2 separate regions of the Zea mays genome follow, and region 2 is linked to region 1. Evidence: chromatin contacts called from public Hi-C data. All regions are on one chromosome and are shown on one strand. The core of a region is the stretch at or near the end of the contact, and the rest is flanking DNA. Distances in the headings are between cores, read along the strand shown.

Region 1 (6,467 bases), core at 2,297-4,796:
GAAATGTGCCCTTGGGCCATTTCTAAGTATTTTGGTGATTGAGTGCAAACACAAGGGCCTAAATGTGAATTTATGTACATGGATGAACAAGGTGAAAATCATGAAGTAAAGGTATGTTTCTAAGCCTTAGTACATTGGTTTTAAGTACTAATATATTTGTCTAAGTGTTAGAAACAGAAAGAAGAAGAATAGAGAAAAGGAGAAGGGACTTGGCTGTGTGCTGCCAAGACCCAGCTCGGTCTGGAGCACCGGACTGTCCGGTGTGCACCGGACAGTGTCCGGTGCGCCAGGCTGGCGCGACTCGAACTGGCCGCTCTCGGGAAATTGGCCGGCGGCGTACGGCTAAAATTCACCGGACTGTCCGGTGTGCACCGGACTGTCCGGTGAGCCAACGGTCGGCCAGGGCCAACGGTCGGCCGCGCAATCCGCGCGGGACACGTGGCCGAGCCAACAGTCGGAAGACGGCACCGGACTGTCCGGTGTGCACCGGACATGTCCGGTGCGCCAACAGCGCCAGATCTGCCAACGGTCTGCAACGGTCGTCTTCGCCGTTTAAGGAAACAAATCGGGCACCGGACAGTGTCCGGTGTGCACCGGACTGTCCGGTGCCCCCGACGACAGAAGGCAAGGATGGCCTTCCGGATTTGCTCTCAACGGCTCCTAGCTGCCTTGGGGCTATAAAAGGAGCCCCTAGGCGCATGGAGGAGACACACAAGCAACCTTTGAGCATTCTTGATCATCCACACTAAGTCTCTGCGCATTCGTTTGTGTTTCTAAGTGATTCGAGCTCTGTTCTAAGTGAGAACTCTGAGATAGTCTTGTGAGCTCGATTCTTGGCCGTGTGTGTGCGCTTTTGCTGTGGATTTGTGTGTGTTGCTTCCCTCCCTTACTCTGTGTTTCATTTGTGATCATATACTTGTAAGGGCAAGAGACTCCAATTTGTGGAGATTCCTTGCAAACGGGATAGTGAAAGGAAAACAAAACACCGTGGTATTCAAGTGGGTCTTTGGACCGCTTGAGAGGGGTTGATTGCAACCCTCGTCCGTTGGGACGCCACAACGTGGAGTAGGCAAGCGTTGGTCTTGGCCGAACCACGGGATAAAACCACTGTGTCACTCTGTGCTTGATTCTCTTGTGGTACTGTGTTTTGTTGAGACTGTTGAGACTTCACCTTAGCCACTTGGCAATAATCGTGCTAACACTTAACAAGTTTTTGTGGCTTAAGTTTGAAGTTTTTACAGGATCACCTATTCACCCCCCCCCTCTAGGTGCTCTCAGACCCTTGTGGTGGGCTCTGTGCAACTCGGGACTGTCCGGCGTAGGGTGCCGGACGGTCTGACGGAGGACCGGACGGTCCGCTATTGTGTGCGGACGGTCCGGCCGCGCTCAGAGTTGACTCACCATTTAGCGAAGATGGTGGTGACGGTCGTCCTGGATATGAGTCCATCGGCATACCAGAGTATGGCTGGGGAAACCCATTTGTTACCGATGTGTTTGACGCAATTGTTTTGGCGCCTAATTTATGTGATAAAAAACTAGGCATGTGAGTTTTTCCTAATGCATGCGCCATCCTTTCTATATCCTCTGTGATACTTTTAATCCGATTATCAAAAGAAATTTTAATAGATGGAATATCATCGACTGACCTGGCATCACCTATTGTGGGGAGCTGTTGCAGCACTGATGACATGTAATCGGCGTCTATTTCCCTTGCTTGGACGGTCTTCTGGTGGCAATCCACCCTGAAGTGCGAGAGGAACCATTTATCCGCCACCTTGAGCACCTGATCTTTTTGTCGTTGGACCTCCTCGTCTATTTTCTTCATGTCATCTTTTAATCTTTTATGCTCAGCGGCCGATAAATTAGTCAGCCTTGTGCTGTTGTTTGGAGAAGCCCTGTTGAGATCTTTAGAATCAACCATATAAGCCTGATTTTGTAGATCTTCAACCTCGTTCCCCAGCGGAGTCGTCAAAAAGTATGTTGGTACCTTTTGAGGGGCGCCAATCACTCAATACGAACCGGCGGCGGTGCTCTCTGGTCAGGCGCGGACGGTCCGCGGCACAGGGCCAGATGGTCCGCGATCTGGCGCGAGGCTAGGGTTCCCTGCCTGACGGCCGGACAGTCCGCGCCCTAGGGCCGGACGGTCCGCGACCTGGCGACAGGGTCGTCTTCCTCCTCCTTGCTGGAATCTAGATCCCGTCCCCTTGGGGGAAAAGACCTTAAGGTGCTCTGGGTCGATAGGTCACCCGGGGCGTCCCCAGACGACGTGGAGCCGCCTAGGAATTAAGAGATCAATTCGAGGAAGAGGTCTTGGATGAACAACTAGATCTTGCCCCCCGGGAGGGGTGAGATCCTAGGGTTGTCTTGGGATCGGCAGACCACCCAAGACGGATCTAGACGACGTAGAGCCGAATAGGGATGGAGGTGGATATGTGGAAGACTACAAATAGAACTATGCTACATCTACTCCTAGGGCAGGAAAAGTAAATAAGGTAATTGTTTCGATTGGAATGTGTTCGGGGGTTCTCAATCGGCCGCACCCCTTTATATTTATAGGGGAGGAGGTCTGGACCTTTTCCTAAGAGATAGCCAACAAACTCCCACGTGATTAGATGGATAACCACGCACGAGATAAGGATAAACATCCGAGTTAATTTAATCTCGGGACACGTGGACCGTCCGGGTCCATGGGCCGGACCGTCCGCTCATTTTGATGTCCAACGGGTATATTTGTAGCAAGGTAACAATTGCTGCGGACAGTCTAAACAGCAGCGGCCGTGAATGATAGCAGCTGACCACTGAAACCAAAACTGCTACCATGCGTTCTGGAATTTCAAAAAATGGACCAAAGACAGGCTTGAGGACTGGACCAGGCATACAATAACCCCATTTTATTTTTTTAGTCACCCCAACCTACCAAAACATAAAGGGAGTAATTTGAAAGCAGAACATGCATGTATGTACCACGAATACCCCTTCACTATTCGAGGTTGCACTGCCAGCGCCACTAATCAGCTGCCAGTTACTGTGCACGCATTCTCATCTGCTGTCTGCTGCACCTGCACTCATTAAAAAAAAACGAAAGCCATATGCTGCCCCTGCCACATGCCGGATCTAACGAGTCGACCGTTAAATCCCCCTCCAAGCCGGGCCATACGTAAAATGATACTCCAAACTCCAGGGAGAAAAAAAAGGGAACGGGAAGTTGCAGTGCGCTTCATGCTATCTCCAGCGTTTGAACTTTGAATCCACGGGGCATAAATTACTCCGGCCCGCACGCACGTGACCGCTCGCCCTCTCGGCCCAGAGCTGTGGCCCAGAGCTGCGCCGTGTTCGTCCGCCCGCAGCGGGCGCGCCTTTCTTTCAGAGCGGCAGTAGGCAGTAGCAGCACGGCTTCAACTAGTTAAACTCGGCTTGTAAAAAAAACAAAGGCAGTTAGTTAGCGTTACCCCCCTGCGAGTTTGAAAAATATTTCCAGGCGGCCCCTGGCGAGTTCCCGTTAACTTAAGAGACCCCCACCCCCACCCCCACCGCCCCTCTCCCTCGGGGTCGGAGCTTTTCAAACGCCCCTGGCTCTGTGGACCGCTCGTCCCTGCCGTTGCGAGCGCGAGCGCCCGAGCTAGTGAGCTGCGTCTGCGTGCGAGATCCGCGAGGGGCGGGCGAGGACGGCGGAGTCGCCGGCGCGAGCGAATAAGGCGACCGGCTTGCGCGCGACGAGGGCGATGGCCCGCCCGGCTGCCGGAGCGCACGACGTGGGGATGGCGCTGCGCAAGGCCGAGGAAGCCGGTGAGTCAGTCACTCACAGCGCTCCCCGTCACCGATCGCGCACGCACGCGGTGTTCCATTGCCATTTGCTTACTTCTATCGTTCTGCTGCCTCGCCGTGTCGTGTCGTGTCGTGTCGCCTCGTCTGTCCGCGCTCTCGCGGCGCTGCCTCGCCGAGAATGCTGCTGCTGCTGCGGCGGTGCTCGAGAAGTTCGGTCACGCCATTTCCACGGCAGCTGCTACCTGCTAGCAAGTGGGTTAGTACTGCACGGGAGTGTAATTACTGTGCTACGCTGCTGATCGTACGCCTCTGCAATCCAAACACACTGCCGAAGCATTAATGTGTTGCGTTTAGTTTAAGCTAGTTAGTATATATATATACACGCTGCATTCACTTAACGCGCGACATTAGATCTCGTCGATGTGATCCGGAGTGGGTTGTGACAATACAGTACATATTTGAAAATCCCCCTTACCGTTAGTCACCCGGCTACTCCTACTCCGTCACAAATGCCGGAACGCGCGACCTCTCTGTCTGTCTGATCCGTTGTTGACAATGCAGCTGCGCGGAGGTGCGAGGCGGCGCGATGGCTGCGGCAGATGGAGCCCGCCGCAGCAGAGTCCCTGCCGGAGAGGCCTTCCGAGGAGGACTTCTGCGCGGCACTGCGCAACGGCCTCGTCCTCTGCAAGGTTCTCAACCGCGTCAATCCTGGCGCCGTCCCCAAGGTGCGTGTCAACGAAATTGTGGAGAGAAAGAAAACGTCACTACTTTCTTTCCGTGTGACAGTAACGAGTTTTTCTTTTCTTCTTCTGCCTCCCCACCGAAGGTCGTGGAGAATCCTGTCATCACGGTCCAGACGTTCGATGGGCCGGCACAGTCTGCGATACAGTACTTCGAGAACATGAGGAACTTCCTTGTCGCAGTTAGTGCGATGAACCTGTTGACGTTTGAAACCTCTGATATAGAGAAGGTAAATAGCTGAGTTGCATTGATCCCGTTTGTTGCTATACATGTGTCATGAAAGTCTTGCGTTATTGTGGGCTGTTTGATTTGCTCAATTGTGAGGCTTATTAGGGGTTAGCTGAATTGTTTTGTCCATTTGGAAGAAAATAGGTGTCCGTTTCTCTCATGAAAACTGTAGCTATTCTATTTTTTCTTACCTGAGTATTAATGTATACAGTGAAGTCATATCTAGGTTGAATCATTCAATCAAGAAAATCCCCATGATGTCTTTTGCTAGTTCATAGTAGATGCAGAATCCTATCTTGGCATTTCACCTTTCTGTTTAGATCAAACTTATGGCTTACCTCACTGGTCACTACATTGCTTACAGGGAGGTTCGTCAATGAAAGTTGTCGACTGCATACTCTGCCTCAAGGGATACCACGAGTGGAAGATCTCAGGTGGCATTGGTATATGGCGGTATGGTGGCATCGTGAAAATTGCATCCTCCAGTAAAAGGCCTGCTTCACATTTAAACAGAGGTGGAGGCTCAGACCAACAAATGCTGGAATTTGTGCATCTTCTCTCTGAGGTCTCTCTTGAGGAATCAAGAGTTGAAGAAGCCCAGCATTCTCTTTTTCAGCGCTTTGTTCTTCAAGTTGTACGAGCATTCCTTCTGGAATGGGGTGAAGCTGAAGATTTGCCTCTTGATGATATGGTAGGTGAGTTCTGCCTATTGTTGTCTTGTTGTGTCCCTCTTATTAGATGTCAGGATGATGCCAAACCTTGACCACAATGAAATTTGGAATTGAACTTTCATATGGTGGTGAATATTGCAGGTCATCGAAACAGTACTCGAACAAGCTTGTAAAGAATTTACCATTTTGCTTGCTTCTCACAGAAATCAGGTACTGTGTGTAATGTTGATAAAAGATGGAATATTTAATTTCTATTGCTTTGCATGTCTTTGTTATGATGGTGCAGCCCCATATGCACGTAATATTGACACATATTTCTTTCTCGAGAAAAAAGAGCTGTTAGAGCAACTCCAATAGTTCTCTAAAAGACTTCCTAAATCAATAATTTAGGTAGTTAACATAAAAACTATTCTCCAACAGTTCTCTAAATGAACTTTCTAAATTTAACAACTTGTCATCTAACCTCATTTTCTCTCTACATTTGGCAACCATTTAACAACTCCCTAAACAAAAATATTGACTGCATTATATAGTTTTTGTGACTTATTTTTTATGTGGATAGATACAAAACAAAATTACAACCTATATTTAGAGAACTATTGGAGAACTCACATTTTTTTACTCCAAAAGCCATTTAGCAACTTCTTAAATCTATGATTTAGAGAGCTAAAATTTACATAACTATTGGAGTTGCTCTTACAAAATCTAAAAATAGTCTTGTTACTGGTAGGCGGTAGCCATATAAACTGAAATATCCATGACAACAAATTATTACTTACTTTAAGGCATCCATTTCTAACAGGTGAGGTCACTTCTAAGGAAGATGATGAAGGATGACAATGGAACTCTTTCTAAAATGGATTTGATCGAAACTATTACAAAATGTCTTAAGGAGAATGGTGAGTGCATGTCCTCTTCATTGCGATTGCCTCGTGGCAGCCATGGACACTTGGATGATGTGGGATTACTTGAAAACCAACAAGAAGGACTGGAGGTAAAGACCATGCCAAAATTATATGTGCCAGTGAGCTTGTTGCCTGGCAATATGTCCAATGCAGAATC
Region 2 (6,467 bases), core at 1,062-3,561, 270 kb before region 1:
AAGGAGAGATCTGGGAAGACTTATCTACCTCCTGTGCTATCTTCATCAGTGGTAAATTTCCAATTTTCCCTTGCAGAGAGGTTATGAGCCTGTAGGCGATGAGCAAAGGCTTTCATCAATGGAGTATAGCTACTACCTAGACGCATACACATTCCAGAACACAGATTTTCTATTTCATCAAGTTCCTCACTGTAGCTACAAATGTGCGAGGAATGCAAATTTTATTTTATTAAAACTACAAAAGGTTATTTACTGAGTTCAGGGCACAAACCTGTCGATTTGATGTATCATCATTTTCTATCGTTTTAGCAACCAAGGAAAGGCAGTGGCCAAGCCCACTAAGAACACTGTTAAGTTTATTCCTATCATGTAGGTTGATTCTGTCGTTGCTCAGTACCGCAACAAAGTTGTTGAAGGTCTGTCAGAAAAAGATAATGCAAATGAAACTATAAGTTTAAGTTGGTAATGAATATGGTCGGGGAATATACAATCTCTAGGGGTGAGAAGCAGTTCAAATAAAACATATATTCCTTAGTAGTTATTACTTGATAAAAGCTGGACTATGAAACAAGCTGTGGTAGTTAACATATGCAAATTTTAGGGGGGGGGTAGTCTATCCGTAAATTAACATTTGACACTGGTTAGTTCAAAATTGAACTAACCAACGTCAGATATTAATGGATGGAGATATAGTAGAACTAATTAAGTGATGGAAGCAAGGAATATGCATCTCCCAGCAAAATAATTTTCTCAGAACAATAGAAGTGACTCATCATTCAGTACACCAACTGTGAAAGCAGACGACTTACCTGTTCAGCATAACTAGAAAAGGATGACGGGAAATTAAGAACCACAAGCTCCAAAAACCTAAAAGCCATTAACTGGATCTCCACAGATAGATGGGTCGTTCCATTCAGAATATTAGCCATCAGCAAAAACAGTGTACTCCGCACAGATATAGTGTTATCCTGTAAGCATAATTATAGTCTCACATCTGAAGTCAAAAGCTAGAAATTTTAACTGGACAAGGAATAACAAAGCGATGCAAATAAAGAATGATGTGCTTGAAATAGCCAAAAATAAAAAGAAACTTATACGATGTATTTGTGAATGCAACAAATAAAGCATGTGCCATATTGTGGTTAGTAGAAATCATGATATCACACAAGCAATATTATTTTTTACTGGCATATTTACAGAAAACTGGAATGTCAAAATGCAATGCAACGTGTAAGAACATCATGAATAACCATTTCAATTAAAAGAATACATTTCTAATCAAGCAAAAGTACAGAAAAGCGGAGAAAGAGATATACCTCTTTCAAAGATGGGAAGATCAGAGACTGCAGTATATTGTATAACGATTCACGGACCACCTTGTCAGTATCACATATTCTCTCCTGCAGCTTCTCAATTATAGCAACCTTGTGCAGTTTAAGCTCTGTTGGGTGCTTGACAACAATGTCCTTTATTCCATTCAGTGCAGCTTCAACATAAAGACAAACATATACATAGTCAGATGCTAAGAACGCATTGAGGCATCATGGCAGTTTATCCAGTGTGTCACCAACTCACCATACAGACTAGAGAAAACTCACCCCGCCGCACATTGGCATTGTAGTGTCCCGTCTGCTGCAGGAGCTCCCGTAGCGTGAGCCCGCGCTTGTTCACTGCCATGCCCGTCCTCTCCGACGCCATGCTCTGCTCCGGCAGCACGATCGCTGGACGCACACACAACAGGAGTTCACAATACAGAACCCTAAACTAGTAAACTGAGCATTGTTACACCTCAACTCCAATTGCAGCGCAACGAGGCCAAAAGGGATAGAAAAAAAAAGGTTGATGTTGCCGTACCTTTGGACTTGATTTCCGTGTTGGTGGCATTCTTCGGCGGCGGAAGCTTGCGCCCGACCTTGTGCTTGTACTTCTGCGACCGCCAGGAAAAAGGCTTAACACGGCGACGTAGAATCAAGTCTCGAAGAGAGCAGAATCGGTGGGCTGGTGGTACCTTGAAGTCGACGCCGCCTCGCTGTTTCTGCTTCGCCTTCGGCTTCTTCGAGGAGGACGCGGCGCCGCCCTTTGGGCGGCCCATGGCGCAGGTATGGGAAAGTGGTGTTCACCGGCGCTGGCGCTTGGAGGAGTCTAGGTCCGGAGGAAGGGGCGGGAAGTGAGAACAGGCGGAAGGCGGCGGAGGAGGCGGAGGAGGCGTTTTTTGTCGTCGGGATGGACAGGCAGAGCAAGAGAGAACGTTGAGATATGGAACGGCCCAGCTGACAGGCCCATAACATGCGGCCTGGAATAGAATTGTGTTGGCGAGCGCTGATGGGCAGGGTGAGGACTGAGGTGTATATTTTGGTCTCTTTTTTGAGTAACGTATATTTTGGTCTCTAGTTCTCTGAAAACTCTCTAAATCAATAATTTAGATAGCTAAACTAAAAGCTCCTCTCCAACAACTCTCTAAATAAACTTACTAAATTTAGCTAATTCTCATCTAGCCTCATTTTTCCCTATATTTAGCAACCATTTACCAAGTTCCTACACAAAAACCTAACGGCATTTTTATATTTTGGTGCATTTTTCTACTTTATAGTAAAAACATATTAAGAGAGCACATGCGTCGGACGCTGACGACATACAATTGCGGCAAGTAGTAAGCTAGAGATTAAACAATTGCCAATGCAATAGCCGCACGTGCACATGTCAAAAATAAACAAATAAACAATTGTGGTAGTAAATCAAAAGGACAACACGGCTCACCAAGTTAAATCTGTCATCGCGGATGGTCCCACTTAAACTGGTGACATGTTAAATTTTAACATATTTAGAAAGTAATATATAGAGAACTGTTGGAGGAGATGAGCTTTTTATTTTCTATATTATTTGGGAACTTGCTAAATCTAGAATTTAGGTAGTATAATTATACGTAACTATTAGAGTTGCTCTAAGCTCGTCTGATTGCATCGTCCGGTTATATATCGGGGTGATAATAAGCTCTAAATTTTACACTATAAAATTTAAGTTTCAGATCACGTTAGGATCGAGCACTATTTCTATTTATTTTTTAACTACAATTAATTTAAGGTCCTAATAAATTGTGAAGAAACATTTGGTTCACGATCCATCTATTACCCCCCTATATATTAAACCTATATGTTTTAATAATCCAGATTCCATACCGAGTCTATGAATTATTTGACCAAACTGAGTACATAGTTAAGATTAATAGGGTGGAGTACTAAGGGTGTGTTTGGTTTGACTTTTGGCTTTGGCTTTTACCCCCTAAAAGCCAAAAGCCAACCAAAGGGATGGATCCAGGAAGCAGCTTTTTCTAAAAGCCGACTTTCTCGTAGTGCAAATCTGAAAGCACCCCTGGACCTGCTTTTAGTGGCTTTTCGGATGGAACTGTGAAAACATATATCGAAGAATTTTTAACGACTTTTAGTGGCTTCCACCAAACGATTTTTAGCTTTTTAACAGCTTACAGCCTACAGCAGCTTTTTCCACAGCTCACAGCCCACAGCAACTTTTTTCACAGTCACAGCCCAACCAAACAGACCCTAAAGCATTAGTATAGCCATAATGTCAAAATATAACTGTCATGATCTACCAATCACGTGAGTTCTAGTACAATAGCAGAGTAGTTGCTCTTTACCTTACCACGAAGCTAGAAAAGCTTTGGAAGTGAAACTACCAATGCAGAAAAAAAACATGGCAGGAATCACAACCTTGTGACGAAAGAGGTACTCCAGCGCACCACCCAATGGTACGTATTTCTATTGTATTCGTAAGATTTTTACCTGTAATATCAAATCTAGTAGTCCCACCAATAGGAATAACGATTTAAATAATCAAAATGCAAGTAATAAAATAATGGGGAAATCGATTGCACCTACTTCACTTTCTTCATAAAAAAATTCCTTCCATCGCCACCTTATATGCGAGGTGATATAGAAGTTAAAGATACATACATGTTGTTAGATCTTTTATGGGCTTAGCCTATTTATTAAATAAACTCTATAGTATGTAATGGTGGAGAATATCAATAGTATCATATTAGAAGTCCAAGAGTCGTTGACTTGACTTATATGGTGCGAATTATTTCACTTAATTTGATAGGTCAAGAAATAGACAAGGGTGTGCCACGCGCGCGCGCCGCCGTGCCTGGCGTGGCGTGGCGTTGCGTGGCAGGCAGCACGCGGGCATGGTGTGGTGTGGTTGATTTTTAGCACTCATTAACCGCGGTATTTTCAACTCCGGGTTGCGAGATCCTTCTCCTTCAGCTTCCCTCCGCGAGAGGTTAAGTAGAGGAGAACCCCTGTCACTTGGTACACGAGAGTCACAGTCCAGCCGCAAGTGAGAGTATTTCCATCTCGTGACTCTGCGCGCACAGAGCAGCGAGAGGACAGGTGCCTCCGAAGCCCTTGCCGTTCGAGACCTTGTACGGGGGATCAGCAATTATGTTTTTGGGGAGCGTCTACGCGACTGCCCAAAACATCTTCTTCTTCCTAGCGACATGACAAGAGAAGCTGGACAAGGATCTGGATCCTCAGAGCGTATGGGAGGGTATGATTAATTTATCTCCTTATTGTTTTGTGTTCTGCAGATTATATATGCTTCATATATTCATATCTGTTGTTTCATATTGTCGGGTATCGTAATTAGGGGTACCCCCAACACTCCTAAACATGGCTGGTAACCACCCTCAGCACAAACCGCAAAGACTGATGGACACGGTTCAGGTCAAGGCCTCGTCTACCAAGGGACGCAATCTCGCCTCGCCTGAGCCCGGCCTCGGGCGGGAACAGTAGTCTCGGACGAATTCACGCCTCGTCCGAGGGCCTCCTCAGGCGGTGGGCGCACCCTCGACTCGCCCGAAGCCCAACTCGGGCAGGCTTCGTTGTGAATCAACCTTGGCCAAATTGCCTCACCAATCGACCGTATCGCATGCACATTTAATGCGGGGATCGCTTGACACCTTATCCTGACACGCGCGCCTCAGTCGGCAAGGTCGAAGTGACCGCAGTCACTTCGTCCTTTCACTGACCGACCTGACAGGAAAACAGCGTCGCTCGCCCCGCTCCGACTGTTGTGCCACCCATCGGGGTAAGACTGACAACAGCCGAGTTCAGCCTCGGGCGCAACAGGAAGCTTCGCCTCGCCCGACCTTAGGCCTCGGCCTCGGGAGGAGGTCTCCGCCTCGCCCGACCCCAGGACTCGGCCTCGGGAGGAATCGCATCCTCGCCCGACCCCAGCCTCGGCCTCAAGAGAAGTCTCCGCCTCGCCCGACCTTGGGCTCGGACCGACCACGCCACAGGGGATACATCATTACCCTACCCCTAGCTAGCTCAGGCTACGAGGGAACAAGACCGGCGTCCCATCTGGCTCACCCCGGTAACAGGTAATGATGGTTCCCCGCGTGCGTCCATGACGTCGGTGGTTCTCAGCCCCCTACGGAAGCAAGGAGACGTCAACAGGATCCTAGCCGCACCGCCAGCTGTGCTTCTACAGGGCTCAGGCACTTCTCTGACGACCACGTTATCGCGTACACAGGGCTCAAGCACTTCTCCGACAGCCACGTTGGCATGTACACAGGGCTCAGGCACTTCTCTGCCAGACACATTAGCGCATAGCTACACCCCCCATTGTACATCTGGACCCTCTCCTTGCATCTATAAAAGGGAGGTCCAGGTCCTTCCTGTGGGGGGGGTCACGCGGGGATGAGCAAACGAACAGGCTCTCTCTCCCTCTCTCACGCGACGCTTGTAACCCCTACTACGAGCACCCCCCGGTGCGAGATAATACATTCCCCCTTGTGTTCCATCTTGCGCCAACCCATCTGGGCAGGGGCACGCAACGATAAATTCACTGGTCGGCTCGGTTGAGGGTCCCCCAGGTCCGAAACGCCGACAATTGGCACGCCAGGTAGGGGCCTGCTGCGTGTTAACGAACACCTTGCCGTTGAGTTCTAGATGGGTAGTCTTCAGCAACCTCTTCAGCCCGGGACGGTGCTCCGCTTCGGGAGTCTCGAGTTCATGTCCCTCGACGGCAGCTACGACATGGTACTCCTCCCCTTGCGGCACAACAACAACGACGGTCGTCAGCTCGCCCGGTGGTGGCGAACTCGATGACGTCTTCCCCCCGTGGCAGAAGAGCAGCATCCGGGTTTGCCCCGCCACCCTCCTCGCCGCAGGAGGAGGAGACGGGGCAACCGTGGCTAGGCAGGAGGCGGCACCTCGTCGGCTGTCGGTCCAGAGCGAGTCGACGACGCCGGCACCCCAGCGGGGGACATGTCGGGGGTTGTCCTCGCACCTGAGACAACGACGGATGTCGTTTCCCCGCGACATGCCAACCCCAAGCGGACTGATGACGCCAGCACTCTCACGAAGGACTTACTGGACGTTAGCCTCGTACCTGAGATGACGGTGCATTCCGCCCCCAACGCGACTTCACCACCGTCCATCGATCAA

The links. A called contact is a pair of places that touch in the nucleus more often than the background predicts.
Region 2: a contact with region 1 is called in a Hi-C map of tassel, with 2.1 times the contacts expected there. The contact joins the promoter of LOC103646346 here to the promoter of LOC100381510 in region 1. A contact is called at or near these places in 4 of 25 Hi-C or Micro-C datasets (bundle sheath, ear, endosperm and 1 more).

Annotation. Positions count from the first base shown.
Region 1 is chr2:41,702,271-41,708,737 of Zm-B73-REFERENCE-NAM-5.0, reverse strand. It overlaps LOC100381510 (Kinesin KP1), which reads left to right and starts at 3,546. Exons shown (of 17, transcript NM_001361437.1): 1 at 3,546-3,786; 2 at 4,327-4,490; 3 at 4,592-4,735; 4 at 5,099-5,425; 5 at 5,547-5,615; 6 at 6,208-6,399. The coding sequence starts at 3,723.
Region 2 is chr2:41,975,948-41,982,414 of Zm-B73-REFERENCE-NAM-5.0, reverse strand. It overlaps LOC103646346 (ARM repeat superfamily protein), which reads right to left and starts at 2,311. Exons shown (of 19, transcript XM_008671080.3): 1 at 2,009-2,311; 2 at 1,855-1,927; 3 at 1,599-1,721; 4 at 1,317-1,486; 5 at 810-968; 6 at 272-418; 7 at 29-89. The coding sequence starts at 2,092.